Regions from separate parts of the Mus musculus genome. Here regions 2 and 3 are each linked to region 1. Evidence: chromatin contacts called from public HiChIP or PLAC-seq and promoter capture Hi-C data. All regions are on one chromosome and are shown on one strand. The core of a region is the stretch at or near the end of the contact, and the rest is flanking DNA. Distances in the headings are between cores, read along the strand shown.

Evidence for each region. Promoter capture Hi-C pulls out the DNA fragments that hold promoters and counts their contacts. HiChIP or PLAC-seq counts read pairs in DNA pulled down with a chosen protein or histone mark.
Region 2: a contact with region 1 is called in a promoter capture Hi-C map of embryonic stem cells, with 2.6 times the contacts expected there. The contact joins the promoter of Kcne1 here to the promoter of D430001F17Rik in region 1. A contact is called at or near these places in 2 of 39 promoter capture datasets (cranial neural crest and embryonic stem cells), 2 of 115 datasets of contacts at active chromatin or transcription factors (astrocytes and extraembryonic endoderm stem cells) and 3 of 9 other capture datasets (embryonic stem cells, embryonic tail and embryonic trunk).
Region 3: an H3K27ac HiChIP or PLAC-seq map of extraembryonic endoderm stem cells shows a contact between it and region 1. The contact joins the enhancer-like site here to the promoter of D430001F17Rik in region 1. A contact is called at or near these places in 2 of 484 Hi-C or Micro-C datasets (bone marrow-derived DN3 thymocytes and bone marrow-derived macrophages), 7 of 115 datasets of contacts at active chromatin or transcription factors (astrocytes, differentiating embryonic stem cells, embryonic basal ganglia and 4 more) and 1 of 9 other capture datasets (embryonic stem cells).

What each region holds. Positions count from the first base shown.
Region 1 is chr16:91,952,426-91,955,372 of GRCm38.p6, reverse strand. It overlaps D430001F17Rik (a long non-coding RNA gene), which reads right to left and starts at 1,363. Exons shown (of 4, transcript XR_876250.1): 1 at 1,096-1,363.
Region 2 is chr16:92,357,431-92,360,377 of GRCm38.p6, reverse strand. It overlaps Kcne1 (potassium voltage-gated channel, Isk-related subfamily, member 1), which reads left to right and starts at 1,504. Exons shown (of 2, transcript NM_001362456.1): 1 at 1,504-1,543. The region is part of intron 1 of Gm30163 (a long non-coding RNA gene); the gene reads right to left.
Region 3 is chr16:92,233,365-92,236,311 of GRCm38.p6, reverse strand. No RefSeq gene overlaps it. Among named protein-coding and RNA genes, the nearest start is that of Gm41497, 11 kb to the left of the region's middle. Within about 2 kb of position 1,416, at least 58 of the 459 cell types and tissues checked have an H3K27ac peak or open chromatin away from gene starts, as enhancers often do. A contact at or near this core is called in astrocytes, extraembryonic endoderm stem cells, pancreatic cancer cells and 1 more, where this site is marked.

The sequences.
Region 1 (2,947 bases), core at 114-2,613:
GTCCCTCACGCGCGTGCGCGTGGGAGTTGGGGGAGGAGAGGGAAGCACGAGGCTGCAAACAGCACCATGACTGACAACGGAACAAACAACCCAGAGGACAGAAAGACCAACACCCTCCTTCCTACTTGAGCTACATACAAAAATAGCAAGCTCCAGAAAAGCCCACAGCAATAGGAGAGGTGGGCGCTATGCAAATGACCTAGAAAGAGCCACGGACCTCGTGCTTTTCCCTCAGTTCTCGAGCCCAGTCTCATTCTTTCGAGTAGTTTTCCTTTCTTAATCGAATGTCGGACTGGAGAGATGGCTCAGAGGTTAAGAGCACTGACTGCTCTTCCAGAGGTTCCTAGTTCAATTCCCAGCAACCACATGGTGGCTCATAATCCTCTATAATGAGGTCTGGTGCCCTCTTCTGGCCTGCAGGCGTACATGCAAGCAGAATGCTGTATACAGAATGAAAAAAAAGAACTCTTTTGGGGGATGCTATTAAAAAATAAAGTCACAACTGATTAAATCGCAGAGAACCACTGATGCTGGGATATCCATCCCCAATTGTCACATCAACAACACATTAGGCAGAGTGTATATCCTAGAAATGACAGGAAATGGAAACCTCAGCAACATGGCTGCCCTAACAGGATGAGAACAGCGATAGCACCAGTAGACATGCTAATGCGAAAGAGATCAATCTCAGAGGCCCCTGCCCCTAGACGAAGGGCTAGAGGCCTGAGAAAATGGGAGAGTTAGCCTTACATAGAGATGAACCCTCTATGATGATACCAAGGGCCAGCCCTAAAAACACACGCACACAAGACACACCAAATGAACCAAGCAGGCTGTACATATACACACACACCTCTGCATAGGTGGGTTAGGGTTAGGGTTACCTATGTATATATGCGAATAACAACAATAATTTTTAAAACTGAAGCCATGAATTTGAGAGGGAAGAGAGGGAGGGGGAAACTAGTTATTTCTAACCCACCAGCCAAGCCGACCGGAGAGGCAGGTAGGCTAGCAGATCTCCTCTTTCCCTCCTCACCTCCCCCGTCTCATCCTCAGCTCTGTAGCAGATGACATATTGTGGCGTCTCCTTACTCTCTGCCCCATTCCCAGGTGACTACGCAGATCCTGAAGGAACGCCATGCTTTCCTCCTTCCTCCTTCCTCCTGCCCCTGCCCTCAGTCCAGCCCAGCCTTATTCCTAAGTGTCACCTCCCAGTGCTTAGAGACCTTTTACCTGGAAACTCAGTGGCCACACCTAGCAGGAGCTCAAAAGAATTTCCTACCAGGCAACACACAGCCACCACACCCTCCTGAGAAGCAAAGAGGACAACAGAAACCAAGGAACAAAACATCCACCCAACATAGTCAAGACCAGATATAGGCACCTACAGTTACCAACACCCTGAAGCCAGATGCCTAGACACCAGCAGAATCACAATCAAAAACAGGCGGAACAATATGTCTCCTCTAGAACCCAGCAACCCTACCGCAGTAGGTCCTGAGAACGGCCACATAGTTGAAGTACAAGACAGAGACCTTAAAATAGCTGTTATGGATATAAAAGAGGTCCTTAAAGAGGAAATGAATAAATCCCTTAAATCTATTAAAACATACAGAGCAGGGGAAGGAAATGAATAAAACAGCTCAGACCTGGAAATGAAAATAGAGTCAATAAAGAGAAGCCAAGCTGGGGAAGACCTCGGAGTGAAAACCGTAGGAGCTCAAGCAGGGCCCCCAGAGGCAACAGAAGAAATGGATACCTCAGTCAAAGAAAATGTCAAGTCTAAAAACATGCTGGCACAAAACATTCAGCGACACAGGACACTGTGAACAGACCAAATCTAAGAAAAGTGTAGGGCTGGAGAGGTGGCTCAGTAGTTTAGATCACTGGCTGCTCTTCCAGAGGTCCTGAGTTCAATTTCCAGCAACCACATGGTGGCTCACAACCATCTGTAATGGGATCTGATGCCCTCCTCTGGTGTGTGTGAAGACAGTGACAGTGTGCTCATATAAGTGAAATAAATAAATGAAGAAGAAGAAGGAGGAGGAGGAGGAGGAAAGAAAGAAAAGGGAGAAAGGAAGAAAGGAAGAAATGAAGAAAGAAAGAAAGAAAGAAAGAAAGAAAGAAAGAAGAAAGAAAGGAAGAAAGGAAGGAATAAAGAAAGAAAGGAAGAAAGAAAGAAAGAAAGAAAGAAAGAAAGAAAGAAAGAAAGGAAGGAAGGAAGGAAGGAAGAAAGAAAGAAAGAAAGAAAGAAAGAAAGAAAGAAAGAAAGAAAGAAAGGAAACATAGGAAGGAGAAGAAGCGAAGAAGCTTAGGTCAAAGGCCCAGAAAACATTTTCAGCAAAATCAGAGAAGAAAATTTCCCTAATGTAATCAAGGAGATGCTTATCAAGGTACAAGAAGCATACAGAACACCAAGTAGATTGGACCAGAAAAGAAATTCCCCTCAGTACATAATAATCAAAACACCAAGCAAACAGAACAAAGAATATTAAAAGTTGCAAGGGAAAAAGACCAAGTAACATATAAAGGCATATAAAGGCAGACACCTGACTTCTCAATGGAGACGCTAGAAGCCAGAGGGCCTGGATAGATGTTCTACAGACTATAAGAGACCTCGGATGCTGGTTCAGACCACTGTACCCAGCTAAAACCTTCAATCACAAGAGATGGAGAAATTCCATGATAATACTAAATATTCAGCTACAAATCCATCCCTACAGAAGGCTCTAGGAGGAAAATTCCAACAAGAAGAGGTTAACCACACCCAAGAAAACACAAGGAATAAATAATCCCAGACTAGCAAATCAAAAGGGAGGAAACACACACACACCTAAATAATGGAATCACCATTGTTCATTGCTCATTGATCTCTCACAACACCAGGGGTCTCAATTCCCCAGTAAATAAATTCTGACAATAGACTAACAGAATGTATGCAAAA
Region 2 (2,947 bases), core at 255-2,754, 400 kb before region 1:
ACCCAGAAATCCGCCTGCCTCTGCCTCCCAAATGCTGGGATTAAAGGTGTGTGCCACCACTGCCCGGCTACTAGGCCTGCCTTTCTCATGTAGCACTGTAAGATACAAGATGTGGAGCCAGGTGTGATACCGCATGACTTAAATCTTAGCACTTCAGAGGGAGACACAGGTATCTGTGAACTTGAGGCCAGCCTGGTCTACACAGAGTGTTCCAGAACAGTCAGAGTAACATAGTGAGACTGTCTCAACAAAGAGACAGATGAAATCCACATTATAACCAACCCACTAGGCGACATTTTGCTAGTGGCTTCATTGGATATTTCATTGAGAAATAACTTTGTATCATACAAGCCCTAGTTTAATTATTAATTGTATTTATTTATTTATTTGGCTTTAGGCATCAAGATTTTAATTATTATAAATAAAACTATGAAGAACCTTTATATCCTTAAGACTTCTCTAAACCCAGTGCCTCTCTTTGGAATAGATTTCTCAGAATAACATTACACGCTGGAGGCAGTCTAGTGCTCTCCACTGTGGCTCAGTACCTGGATTCTGCCACCCACATGGCCACAGCTCCCCATCTGCCTTTGTCAACAGGAGTATTATCTTGGAATGTTGCAGGTAAGCCCGTGGGAGGGCCTTCAGTTGTAGCCAGTTGTCCCCAGGAGCCCATAGGGGCTGTGGTCCTTAGAAGTGATCAGATGAGGAAGACCACGGGGGGGGGGGTGGCGGCGGGGGGGGGGGAGCAGTTACCCTTGGCTGTGTCCTTTCGCTGTAGGTCAGAAGCCTGCCTCTGTATCTCATCTGCCAGCCTAGCCAAGCCCTTCCACCGGAGCTGCCCCTGTTGACTCACACCTGTCAGGCGGGTGGGCAACGCTATGAAACTGACCAGGAAGTCACCTGAGCAACTTCAGAGCTTGCTCCTGCTGGGAGAGAAAGGCCGGTTCATACTTGCCTGGGAACTTCAGAGGTGGCGCCAGGGCTGAAGTTCCTCCAGCAACTGACTGCCCACAGCAGAGCCTCGACCATTTAGCTACCTCTGCACCGTCCATCCAGGACCAGGCACCCAGTAAGTAGATGCTCAAGGTAGCCTTGTAGAATAGCCGAGGAGCCACAGGGGTCCAGCAGGGTGTTAAGATAAAGGGATCTGGAGAGGTTCTGAGCCATCTCTGAGGTGCACGTGTTTGGAGCTATTTAATAGGGTGTTTGTCCGGTGCTGCCCTGGTCTGTCTTCCTTATTCTCCCACAGACTGCCTGCCAGCCCTAAGCCCACCTGCTGGAGTCAAAGTGTTTCCGGCCCTTGGGGCTGAGTGCAGCGTGCAGGGTGCAGGGTGCAGGGTGGGCTGGGTAACTTCAGAGACCTAGGCTGGCAGATAGCGAGCCAACCTGGCTGGAAGCCCCAGGGCTCTGTGAGGCTCCGCCCACCCAAAGCAACATCGCTTGAGTGCCTCTGGGCTTGTCGGTCCTAGACCCCGGCTCACAGGCACACACATCAAGGCTCCCGCTGCACACACCAGGTTCCCTTGGCTTCTAGACCCAGGTAAGTCAGGGGCTCCTGCCTCTGCAACAGGTACCCTGCTAGGACCAGTCTTGGCCTACAGGCAGGCACACAGCATGGGGGGTGGGGGGGCGCAGGGATTTAACTTGTAGCCAGTCCCCTCTCTGCCTGTCTTCACTTACAGGAAAGTTACAGGAAAACATTCTGCTTTTATTAGTAACTCAGTGGCATTCTCAGAGAAAATTTGGAAAATATCTAAAAGCATCAAATGAAAATTAAAACCGCCAACCCCAGTCCTCAGCCTTAAAGAGATCCCCCACCCCCAACTCAGCATTACTTGAAGCACACCAGCCACAAAGAACCTGATTTTATTTTTATCGTTTAATTATTTATTTAATTATTTTGATCAGGAAGGTTCTTTGAGTTTTGGATTTTTAAATTTTTTTGTTATTTATTTATTTATTTGCTGTGGGAAAGGCACGGGATGTAGAAAACATGGTTGATATCTGATAATGGTTGCAGTAATGCGGGAATGGGAAGCTTCTAGAAGAAACCAGGTGACAGCTATGGTGTGTGCCTAATCTCCAATCCCTACTGCAGCGCCACTGAGGTAAAGAGCAATTAGGGGAGGGAGGGCCCTTTGGGTCGTCTAATGCATCCCGCTCCCTGGGCTGTCTCTGTGTGGACTGATAGCTCACTTCAGCACAGGAAGTAATGTCTACCTCCACAGAGTAAGACTGTAACCAATTGTAGCTGCCATTTGTGGTCCCCGATGGGGCCTTTGCTAGGTTCACCATGCTGCTCTGATTCTTGGATACAATGTGAACTTGACTGAGGCCCAACACTTCTGCCTTCCTCCCCTGTTTGGTTTTTCCAGTCAATGAGGAAGGCACCGCAAGGCAACAGTCCTGGCACCACCCTACAGATCCTGCCTTTGATGGTGGGTTAGGGGTCATTTTAAAAGCATAAGCTCTTGAAGGACCTCGGAGAGATTCGCCCATGCCACCAGTGTCTCTGGGGGTGAGCGGCTGCCTGTGTGGTCACTCATTCTGGGAGCTGGATGGAACTCAGAGGCATCCGTGCATTCATGCATGGAGGCATCCGTGCATTCATGCATGCACGCCTGCTTCTGATGAATGATTACTGCATTCCCACCAGATGCAGATTCTGTTCCAGCTGTTGTGGGCAGAATGAAAAATAGCTCGTGCAGAAATCCCGCTTAGGCAGCTCGCCTTTCGGTGGGAAGATGAACATCCAACAGCAAGCACAGTAATGGAGAAAACTACACTACATACAAACATACAATGCTATGGGAAAGGATTGCAGGGTGAGCATTACGGAAAGTCAAGGTGCCGGGCAAAAGTACACTGCACCAATAATCACTTAAATCTTTTTAGAGATAAGGTAGTGAGCCATGTAGATGAAGAGATTGTATCATGAAAAAAA
Region 3 (2,947 bases), core at 167-2,666, 280 kb before region 1:
TCACTCTTAGCTAAATAACATGATTTTATTCCAGAGAACAAAAGAGATGTGAAATACAGTACACAAATAGAAAGATTTGGGGGACAGTGTGCTTGGGACAGACTCTTCTATTTGAACTGTCAAATAGAGCTGTTGAAAATGATTCCAAATGGCAGTAATAATATAAAAAGTAGGCTTGGCCTGGCAGCAAGCCAACGGTAGAATGGATAAGTACACTATCAGAAATAATGAAAGTCTTAAATATCTAGCAAAAGCCAAGCAAACCTGCAGCCTGTAGACTTCTGGAGCTCGAGAGGGATTGACCACAGCAGTTAAGTTTAAAATACAAAAACAAAAACAAAAACCATTTCAGCTTCTGGGGTGCTCTGGACACTCTTCTTGATGTCTACAAACAGCTCTACTTGGGTCAAGCTTTACTGTGCATGAAGTACCTTGTGCTTTATGCAGCTGAACCAGTCCAAAGATACAGGCAGGGCAGAGAAAAGGATCCTCGTTTTTAGAAATGAGACGTCTGTGGCTGTGAGACTCATTTGCCTGAGTTAAATAATTAATTTTTGTTTTACTAACCATAATTTATTTTGGTTATAAGAAACAGTAAGCAGTGTTAAGTAACTCAGAGGTAAAACAATTAATAGTCTGGATTCTCCCAAGCGGTGTGAGACTGCCCTTTAGGCGAGCAGACCCACAATTTCCCCTGAGGCCCTCTCTCCTACAGGGAGTAGAGGGTCTTTACCCACACAGCTGCTAAAAAGATAAGCCCACGGCCTGTCCTCAAGACCTCATTCTCTGATCAAAGTTCCAACTCCCTGATGAGAAAACATTAAACTGCCGTTTGAGCCTATGTCTGTCAACTGTGGCCTGAGGAAAGGGTCATGTGACACAAGCAAGGTGTGGTAGGGGCTTGGTAGAGAAAGGAAAATCAGGTGGCTGACCGAAAGGTCAGGGAGACGCACACCCGCTGTCTTTCTACTCCATTCAAACGCTCCAGGCTGTTCAAGTTTGCTTTCTGTTGCTGTGAGAAATACCACGACCAAAAGCAACGTAGGGAGGAAATGGCTACGTTGTCTGTAATAATTAGGTGTTTGGATCAGAATTCTTCTGCATATTTGGGTCATCTGAACAGTGAGAGGTGACATAAAAGGTATACCTGCCACTTTAATCAAAACTCTGGCTGGCGCCCATATTTCCCTTGCTGGCCATTGGGCAGCTTCCTTTGCTGTGACCCACACATATGAGGGATGTCTCAGGATGTGGGAGAATGAGGTGTCTAAGCTGCATCTCCAGAGGCTTTTCACACCGTGCTGTTTACGACCATCTCAACTGGCCTCTGTGCCTCTCGCCTCTGTCTCCTAACTGTCCTGTCTCTCAGAAGCCTACCGCTGTAATCCCTCTTTCATGCTGCCAAAGGTTTATCTCGGGACTCACAGCTAATCAGATTCTGTGGACTCTCAGATGCCCAGTGCCTACAGTCAGGCCATCCTCATTCCTGTCACCAGTTTCCCTCTGTTTACACATTAACACCAACTTGGCTCTGCTCTGCACATACATTCCTTTTCATTATCACCATGGTAAACACGATTGTTCTTACTCTCCAGCCTTACAGACGTCAGTTCTCAGATCACAAGCCAAAGGTCACAGGCCAGTAAACACTAGAATTACATTTTGAATTCAGATCTGACTGGAAAGCAAATTCCTTTTCTACTTGGTCACGCTAAACTAATGTGTTGCTGCTCTCCGGGGACACTGAACCAGAGTGGGAGAGAGAGAAACAGAAGTAGAGACAGACAATGACAGAGACAGTGACAAAGGTGACTAGGAACTGATTTGTGTGATTATAGATCTAAATGAAGATGAAGATAAGAAAACCTGAGGTGCAGGGTATGGTGTGGTAGTGCACACCTTTAATCCCATCACCCAGGATGCTGAGGCAAGCTGGTCTCTGAGTTTGAGGCCAGCCAGAGCAAGTTCTAGGACATCCAGGACCACACAGAGAAACACTGTTTGGGGGGTGGGGGATGGGGTGGGGTGGCATAAATTCAGTTAGAGTCCTAATGTTTGAGAACCCAAGGAAGCTGATGCTCTAAGTCCCGGGATCTTAGGACAGAAAGCTTCAGTCTCCTCTCCCTCTTCCATTCATTCTATCAGTGAATGCTTATCCGCATTCTAGAGTCCACTGATTCAAATGCCAACCGTGGAACCAAATACAATGGGTTGACTTCTGGGTGAGTCGAAAGCCACGGGCAAGCATAGTCAGAGAAATAACAGGCAAGATTTATTACCAACAACAAACTCCCCAAACAATGGCCTCCCTGACAAAGGAAAGGCAGGCTTGGTTTAAGTACGCACACTTACCCACTTAAGGAAGAACTTTAGGAGAAGGTACCGACCTGAGCATGCTCAGTCTAAGACTGCAGTTCGAGGGGAAGATAGTGAAGACGTTTATGGATATGCTTATTTCATACATTATGGGGCACATACTAGAGGCATTAAAATGGCAAAGAGCTGTGCCTTGGGGCATTCTCGATTTGTGTTGTAAAGATGATGGACAGAAACTCCTCTGTGCATGCTCAGTTTTCTCCAAGATTTTTAACAGCAAGAGGTAGGTAGAAAGTATTTTGAAAGTATATTGATAGAGGCTTTTGCCCCTAGGGATGCCTGCTTCACTCAGAGGCTCTAACAATGTCAGCCTAAAACACCCCCACAGAAATACCCAGAAATATTGCTTCATAGAAATAACATAGAAATAACTTCCTCCTGGAAGTTGGGTGAAAAATAAAATCAACAATCACTCCCAAGTAGCCATGGCCAATTAGGCTATGATTCTCAAATGGGAAACATGAAATCCACCATAGAGATATCATGTATCTATTTAGCTGGAAATGATACTTAGTGTTGACTGTGTAAGGAGCTGAAAGCTGAACCCCACCCACATGCGTTGTTAGCACTC